2 separate regions of the Gossypium hirsutum genome follow, and region 2 is linked to region 1. Evidence: chromatin contacts called from public Hi-C data. All regions are on one chromosome and are shown on one strand. Each heading gives the region's core, a stretch centred on a gene start, on an enhancer-like site or on the middle of the called end of the contact. The rest is flanking DNA. Distances are from core to core; before and after follow the strand shown. Region 1 holds the start of LOC107922150 (glycine-rich protein 2). Region 2 holds the start of LOC107922242 (CTL-like protein DDB_G0288717).

Region 1 (3,418 bases), core at 333-2,832:
TACACTCAAGATATTAGATCCAACATCTTCTTCATCCAATCCCTTTGATTTGATTTGTTGAAGGAATCTTCACAATATCCTGATGTTGGAAATAGTTACAACATATTTTGTTGTTGATGTACATAAATAAAAATAACTACAAGCAAAGGTGAAAAACTAATACAATATCAAGTTGTGGTTCATAATGCGGTCACAATGAAAAGTACAATTGGTTCCACAAGCTGAGGGTTTTTTGCATAAATAATACAAAAAAATAAAAAAAAATACCAAAATAATACAATTATTTTATTATGTACCAAAATGGTACAAACAGGAAAAAAAACCTGGTCGAGGGCCTGCCACAGGCGGCACCAAAGGTGCCAGTGGCAGAGGCGGCACCAAAGGTGCCACTGCCACAGGCGACATCCCAGCCTTATAATGGTCCCCAATTCACTTCAGGTGCACGAAAGAGAAGAAAGAAAAGGAAAAGAGAAGAAGAAGAAGAAGAAGAAAAAGAAGAAGGGGAAGGAGGCGTAGAAGGAAGAAAAAGGAAAAAAAAGAAGAAGAAGAGGGATGGAAGGAAAAAGAAAAGAAAAAATAAAGGGTAAACATAGCACAGGTGCCGCCTATGACAGTGGCACCTTTGGTGCCTCCTGTGACAGACCCTTGACCAGGTTTTTTACTATTTGTATTATTTTGGTACATAATAAAATGGTTGTATTATTTTGATATTTTTTTAATTTTTTATATTATTTATGTAAAAAAAAACCCACAACCTAGCTACTACCAATATTGTTTTGGAAATTTGACCTTTCTACTTCAAGAAACTTATAACATTGAAGGTTTGACTTTTAACTTCTTTAAAATTAATCTCTTTAAATAAAATAAATAAATTACAAAACACTTTTAAAAATTTCATTTATCCTATCATTTTAACAAAATATATAATTTCGACATTTATTACTCAAAATCTTTTAAAATACATAAATAAATAATCAAATAAAAGTAAGATGTACAAAACGAATGGTTTACATGAGATGCGCATTTTACACCATAAATTTTATGGTCATTCTTCGAATGTTAAAAGATGGTGATAAAAAAGCGAAAATTTACATTTTTTGTGTTGTATTTGATCATAGAAATTACATTAAAATGGTATAAAAATGGTCTTATTGATATTTTGAAGTTTGATTTAAAAGCAAAAAAACAAACATGTACTAGTAAAGTTTGAAAAAGACAGCGACCCCATCGAAATGTCCCATCCGCTCAGTGTGACTTTCTTTACTCCCCAATTTACCCTTTGACCAGTCTTTTTCTCTTTCCCAGATTAATTAATTAATTAAATCAGCAATCATGCCAGCTTAATTTCTCCGTGCAGTCCGCGAATAGATAGATAAATACATAAATACGATAGGGTAGGATTGTCCTTTAGATCAGATTTTTGTTTTTACTGTGGGGTCCCATCAAAGTAACCCTTCTTTCTCTCTCTCATGTCTCCGGACTCTTTCGTAATTTCACATCCCCCCAAAAAAGACCGATTTAGGTTTCCCATCGTATAATCTGACGCTTCATATTCATCCACCTTATCCTTAACCCCTAGCCGTCCGATCCCTTCCTCTAAAACCCGCCGTCGTTTTGGTTCTAATTAACTTTAGAAACTGAAGTAGTTATTATTAATTATAATTCCCAAAGGCTGATGTGGCAGTCACACCTTCTGCATTCCTCTGTTCTTCAATATAAAGTCCCGACCTCACTGAGACTTCGCTTTTGCGCCTTCCTTTTTCATTTCTGTGGTTTCTGAGTGTTGTTTTGGGATTTTGAATATGGGTGAGAATAGGATGACCGGCAAGGTGAAGTGGTTCGATGACCAAAAGGGTTATGGCTTCATATCCCCTGACGACGGCGGCGACGATTTGTTTGTTCACCAATCTTCCATCCGTTCCGAGGGTTTCCGTAGCCTTGCTGATGGTGAAGAGGTCGAGTACGTTGTTGAGTCTTCTGAAGGTCGCCCCAAGGCTGTTGAGGTCACGGGCCCCAACGGCAACCCTGTTCGTGGATCATCTAGATCCGGACGCGGCGGCGGCGGTGGTAGCGGTTATGGCGGTGGATCCGGTGGTTATGGTGGAGGAGGAAGGAGAAGCGGTTATGGTGGAGGAGGCGGTGGTGGTGGTGGTGGAGGCGCCGGATGTTATAAGTGTGGTGAGATGGGCCATTTAGCACGGGAATGTGGGCAGGGTGGCGGTGGCGGTGGAGGCAGATATGGCGGAGGCGGAGGCGGCGGTGCTTGTTACAACTGTGGAGGCTCTGGGCATTTCGCTAGGGATTGCCCCAACAGTGGTCGCTAATTTTGAGGAGGGACTTAAATGTGTCATTCACATCTCCTACGATCCATCCTTTTTTCCTCTTCCGCTACTGTTTCTGTCGGTTTCGTTATTATCGTATGGTTTGCTTTTTATGTTTTCCTTTTCCAGTTTATGCAGGACGGTTTCTCTTAGTCAGTTTGCTGTTTTGTCTTTTTGGATTTTGAAGTTGGCAAATGGTTGTAATGGGTGCTTTCGTAGTAGTCTTACAGTGAGGGTGGACATTAGTGTCGATGGGAAAACAACAATGAAGAAGAAAATGATGTTAAAACTCACCGTCATCAAGTGTTTATATCGATATCATATAAATACAAACTGATGGATGATGGTTTGGTTTCAATCCTTTTTCTTTTAATTTCAGTACGCTTTCATGAATTTCTTTATTTAATGCCTCAATTGTTCGATGTGATTTGTTTTGGTTCCATTCTGGTTGTAATGTGCCATGAACCTGAAGTTTGTGTTAATATGATTGAACCATAATTTACAACATTTTGACATTTTTAGCATGGTGCCCTTTGTTTCAAGGTTTCTTTTGTTTGTTTATATTCTTAGATGGGTAGGGACTCCCTACTGTTTTTTCTTTATACTATTTGATGAAAAGGATTGGGATTTGGGACTCATTGGTGAATAATGCAACATAAACTCCCCCGATTATGTGCTGCTGCCTTGCTTTGTTTAATTACAAGTGGTCCATTTTTCCATCTCTCTCTGCATTAACCCTTTTTTTGGTTTAATCATGATGGGTAATCTGTTCTCTAGTAACAATGGGAGACACTTGGATAGGACTGCAAGAATGGTAGTTTACCTCTTTGTTGCTATGAAGTTTAGAAACATGCATTATTCGGTCTGCCGATCAAACCGATCAACTCTAAGATGGGCCGGTTTTGTCGGTTCTTCACTTAAAAGTCGGTCGATTTTGGTTCCATAAAAAGAGGAAGTCAGTTTGCCGAACCGACCTATTTCTCACCCTAGTCTTCTTCATGATCTTTTTAATTTTTCAGAGAAGTAATTTTTGCCTTTTTAATTTAATTTTTCATTTTCTTTTGCTTTTACAAAATTGTGTTGATTTTCAAAATTAA
Region 2 (3,418 bases), core at 360-2,859, 290 kb after region 1:
CAACAAAAAGAAGCTAACTTTCTAGTGTTTTAACAAAAATTCAGCAAATTCCACATCCCATTTTATACTAATTGAGCTAGATCTATCAACTTTAACCTCCAAAATTCAGCTTTTAAACCTTCCACAATCCTATTTGTTTCTGGAAAAAAAACAGAGAAAGAAAGAAAAAGATCAAAGTTCTGGGAATTACCATAATCATCTTCATCAAGAAAATTAAAGGAATGGTGATCACAATTGTAAGTAAACTTGTTGTTGGAAGAAGTGAGTTTCTGCAAACACTAAGCTGCGATTGCTGGGAAATTCCTAGTGAACTCAGTGTATTCAGCCAAGATCGTTGTTCCTCGAGCAATGAAGCTATAAATAAACGCTTCCTGATTCATTCTTTTTCTCTCTTGAGTTAAATTCAGTTAGCTCACAAGTTAATCACAGAGACTGAACAGAGAAAGACAATGAAACTTTTCTTGTTCTACTACTTCAACGTTAATGTTTCCTTTTTCATTTTTTTAAGATTGAGTCTGCCATTTCTTTGTTTGTTTCAAAAATAATTTTGTGTGAGTTTAATCATCTTTTGTAATTTATTAATTTCTATTCTTTATTTTTTGAAATATGTATTTTCAATTTGAATTTGGGTGTTTGGAAAGAGAGAAAATTTGGGAAAACGTTGAGAAAAAAATGTTTTATTGGAGCAACAATGAGAAGGGAAGAGAGAAAGAAAGAATATGGGAAAGAAAATTGTTTTGATGATGTCATCTATAACATTGTGCTAATGTGACATGACACATAGGTTATTTCGTTAACTTGTCATTTGATTGACGGTTAACTCACGTTTACCGTTAAAATTAGACTAATTTTTAAAAAATCGTAATATTGAGGATGTCAATAAAAAAAGGGATTAAGGGCCCAAACCTAAAAATCTATAAACGTTGAGGGTATTTTATGCAATTAGGTCAAAATTAAATAAAATACTAAAATAATTTTTTTTATAAAATTAGAGAATCAAATATATATAAAACTATATTCTTTACAACCGATAATGATAACTTAATTATTATTAGTTGAGAAAATTTAGCATGTCTACTCTATAACATTTTGTCGTACTACTTTTAGTTGAGAAAATATAACATTTTGTGTAATAATATTTTTCATACTTTAAATAATAAGATTTTATATTTGAGTTAAATAAATGAAATAAAAAATATAATATATTTGATAATGTATTAAGTAAAGATAATTTTATGTTATGGTAAATCACCAAGTAGGTATAATCTTTCCCTTAGATCACAAGAAAAAAAGGATTGATCTAAGAGTGACAAAATCTGTCATAAATTACCACTTTAATACTAAAATTAACAAGATGAAAAAACAAAAATGGATTGAACGCCTTTGTTGTTGCTTTTTGATACCATGAATCGTGGTCATCAACTCCAACTACTTCATTATGTACACTTGTTAAATTCACTTAGTGTTTTTCTAATAATTAAAAATATATTATTGAAATTTAATTATAATTATTTAAAAAAAACTATATTTCTTTGACATTTTTAAGTAATAGTTCACCCGAAAATAATGGACTTATCTCATATTTATTTTAGTAATGAATAGTTCCACGTGGCACTTCAACAGTTCCGTTCCACCACGACCAAACGGTCCAAACCCACTCATCTTCTTCTCCAGCTCTCAGTTTAGTAATTCGGCTTCCATTCCATGAACAAACAGTCAAACAAAAACCCCCAAATAAATTTAAAATTAAATAAATCCCCCCAAAAAGTACTAAAACGAACAAAACAATAATTATTGAAAGCCAAAGTCCTAAAATTTCTTCTTGCTAATCAGATAAAACGTCTCTCCCCACGGTTGTTTTGTTTTCTCCGTCCCTTGATTCGTCGCTGCGATGGGCAGCACGGAAGAAGATACCACCACTTCCAAACCCACATCTCTATACGACGCCGCTTCCTCCACCGAACCTCTCCTCTTCAAACCCACCACCGGCTCTGCCTACCCATCTCCTCCAATCGAAGAACCACCTCAATCCGGCCCCTCCGAATCCGACCCAACTCAGTCCCTCCAGATCTCTTTCAATTACGGGCCCAGACCTTTCAAAGACCTCCCTTTCCTCATCCTCTTCCTTCTCTTCGTCCTCTGCACTTTCGCTTTCGGTATTTTCTCAATCTTCCATCGAAACGGCAACTACTCCAACGTTTCGGCCTTCACCTACGATTCCAATTCCACTTCGTGCGTTCAAGATACTTCCTTTTTATCAAGTCAATTATGGGTCTCTGAAACTTCATTTTTTGCGTTGTCAAGTTCCAGTCTTTGGACGTATTTAGTATGGACCCTTGTGATAACTTCAGTTTTAAGTGTACCCATATGTTTGCTTTTGCTTTTATTACTCAAACACTACACCAAGCAGATCGTTTATGTCTTGCTTCCTTTCTTTATAATCATGCCGGTTTTCTTTGATGTTTATTGGTTCGTTGCTTGTACCTTGAGCTCTTCTTGTAGTGATGCTTTCCCTTTGGTCTATAGAATTCTGGTGCTTATTTTCATTTTGTTAATAGTTGGGGTTATTGTTTGGATCATTGTGGCTAATTGGCATCGGATCGAGTTGACTGTGAGGATTATCGGGGTTGCTTCCGATGCGCTTTCGAGGAATTTAGGGTTGTTTTTGGTGATACCGTTGTTGACCGTTGGATTGTTGGCTTATTATGCGTCAATTGTTGTGTTCTTGGTGTTTTCTAGGTTTAATGGGAAAATTGTGGCTAAAGAATCGAATGGGGAGTATACTTGTGTTTGGAAACAAGATAGCTGGGTGCCTGCTTATTTTACATTGGCTATTTTGACAATGTTGTGGTCCTTGACCAGTATGGTGGAAGCTCAGGTTTATGTTACCAGTGGCACCATTGCTCAGTGGTACTTCTCCAAAGATGATACGAAACCTCACCGGAGCATAAGGAGATCTTTGAGGTAACTTGCTACTGTTTTTAGCTTTTCTGAATAAAGATCTTTGCATTTCAATATATTATTATAGATGATTTGTGCTTCTTTGTGAGGGTAGTTCAAACTAAGCTTGAATTGGAACTTATATTTTTGTGTTTCTGAGTGGCTGCTTTGAACTTTGGATGCATGCTTACATTATGAATACCTGACTGTTTAAATAGATTAATTATCAAAGATTATGATCTTGGTGATAAAGCTTAGGATAATTGTAATGGCACATAGTTGATAACATCGATTTTAGTATGGTTGATAGCTGCATGATGTATATGAGTATAGTATTTGTACTTGAGTATGGAAGATCACAATCGTGATAATTCACTTTGGTTTGGACTTGTGGATTCAATTTGACAACATTGTTTTGCATTTGATTGAATGGAGTGAAGAATGGTCAACGATCTTGTTCCTAACAACAACTCAGAGT

What was found. Hi-C and Micro-C count contacts between places; a contact is called where the count stands out from the background.
Region 2: a contact with region 1 is called in a Hi-C map of leaf, with 2.2 times the contacts expected there. The contact joins the promoter of LOC107922242 here to the promoter of LOC107922150 in region 1. A contact is called at or near these places in 4 of 34 Hi-C or Micro-C datasets (callus and leaf).

Annotation. Positions count from the first base shown.
Region 1 is chrD01:54,575,805-54,579,222 of Gossypium_hirsutum_v2.1, forward strand. It overlaps LOC107922150 (glycine-rich protein 2), which reads left to right and starts at 1,583. Exons shown (of 1, transcript XM_016852024.2): 1 at 1,583-2,679. The coding sequence starts at 1,803. The coding sequence ends at 2,324.
Region 2 is chrD01:54,863,203-54,866,620 of Gossypium_hirsutum_v2.1, forward strand. It overlaps LOC107922242 (CTL-like protein DDB_G0288717), which reads left to right and starts at 1,610. Exons shown (of 3, transcript XM_016852162.2): 1 at 1,610-2,964. The coding sequence starts at 1,892.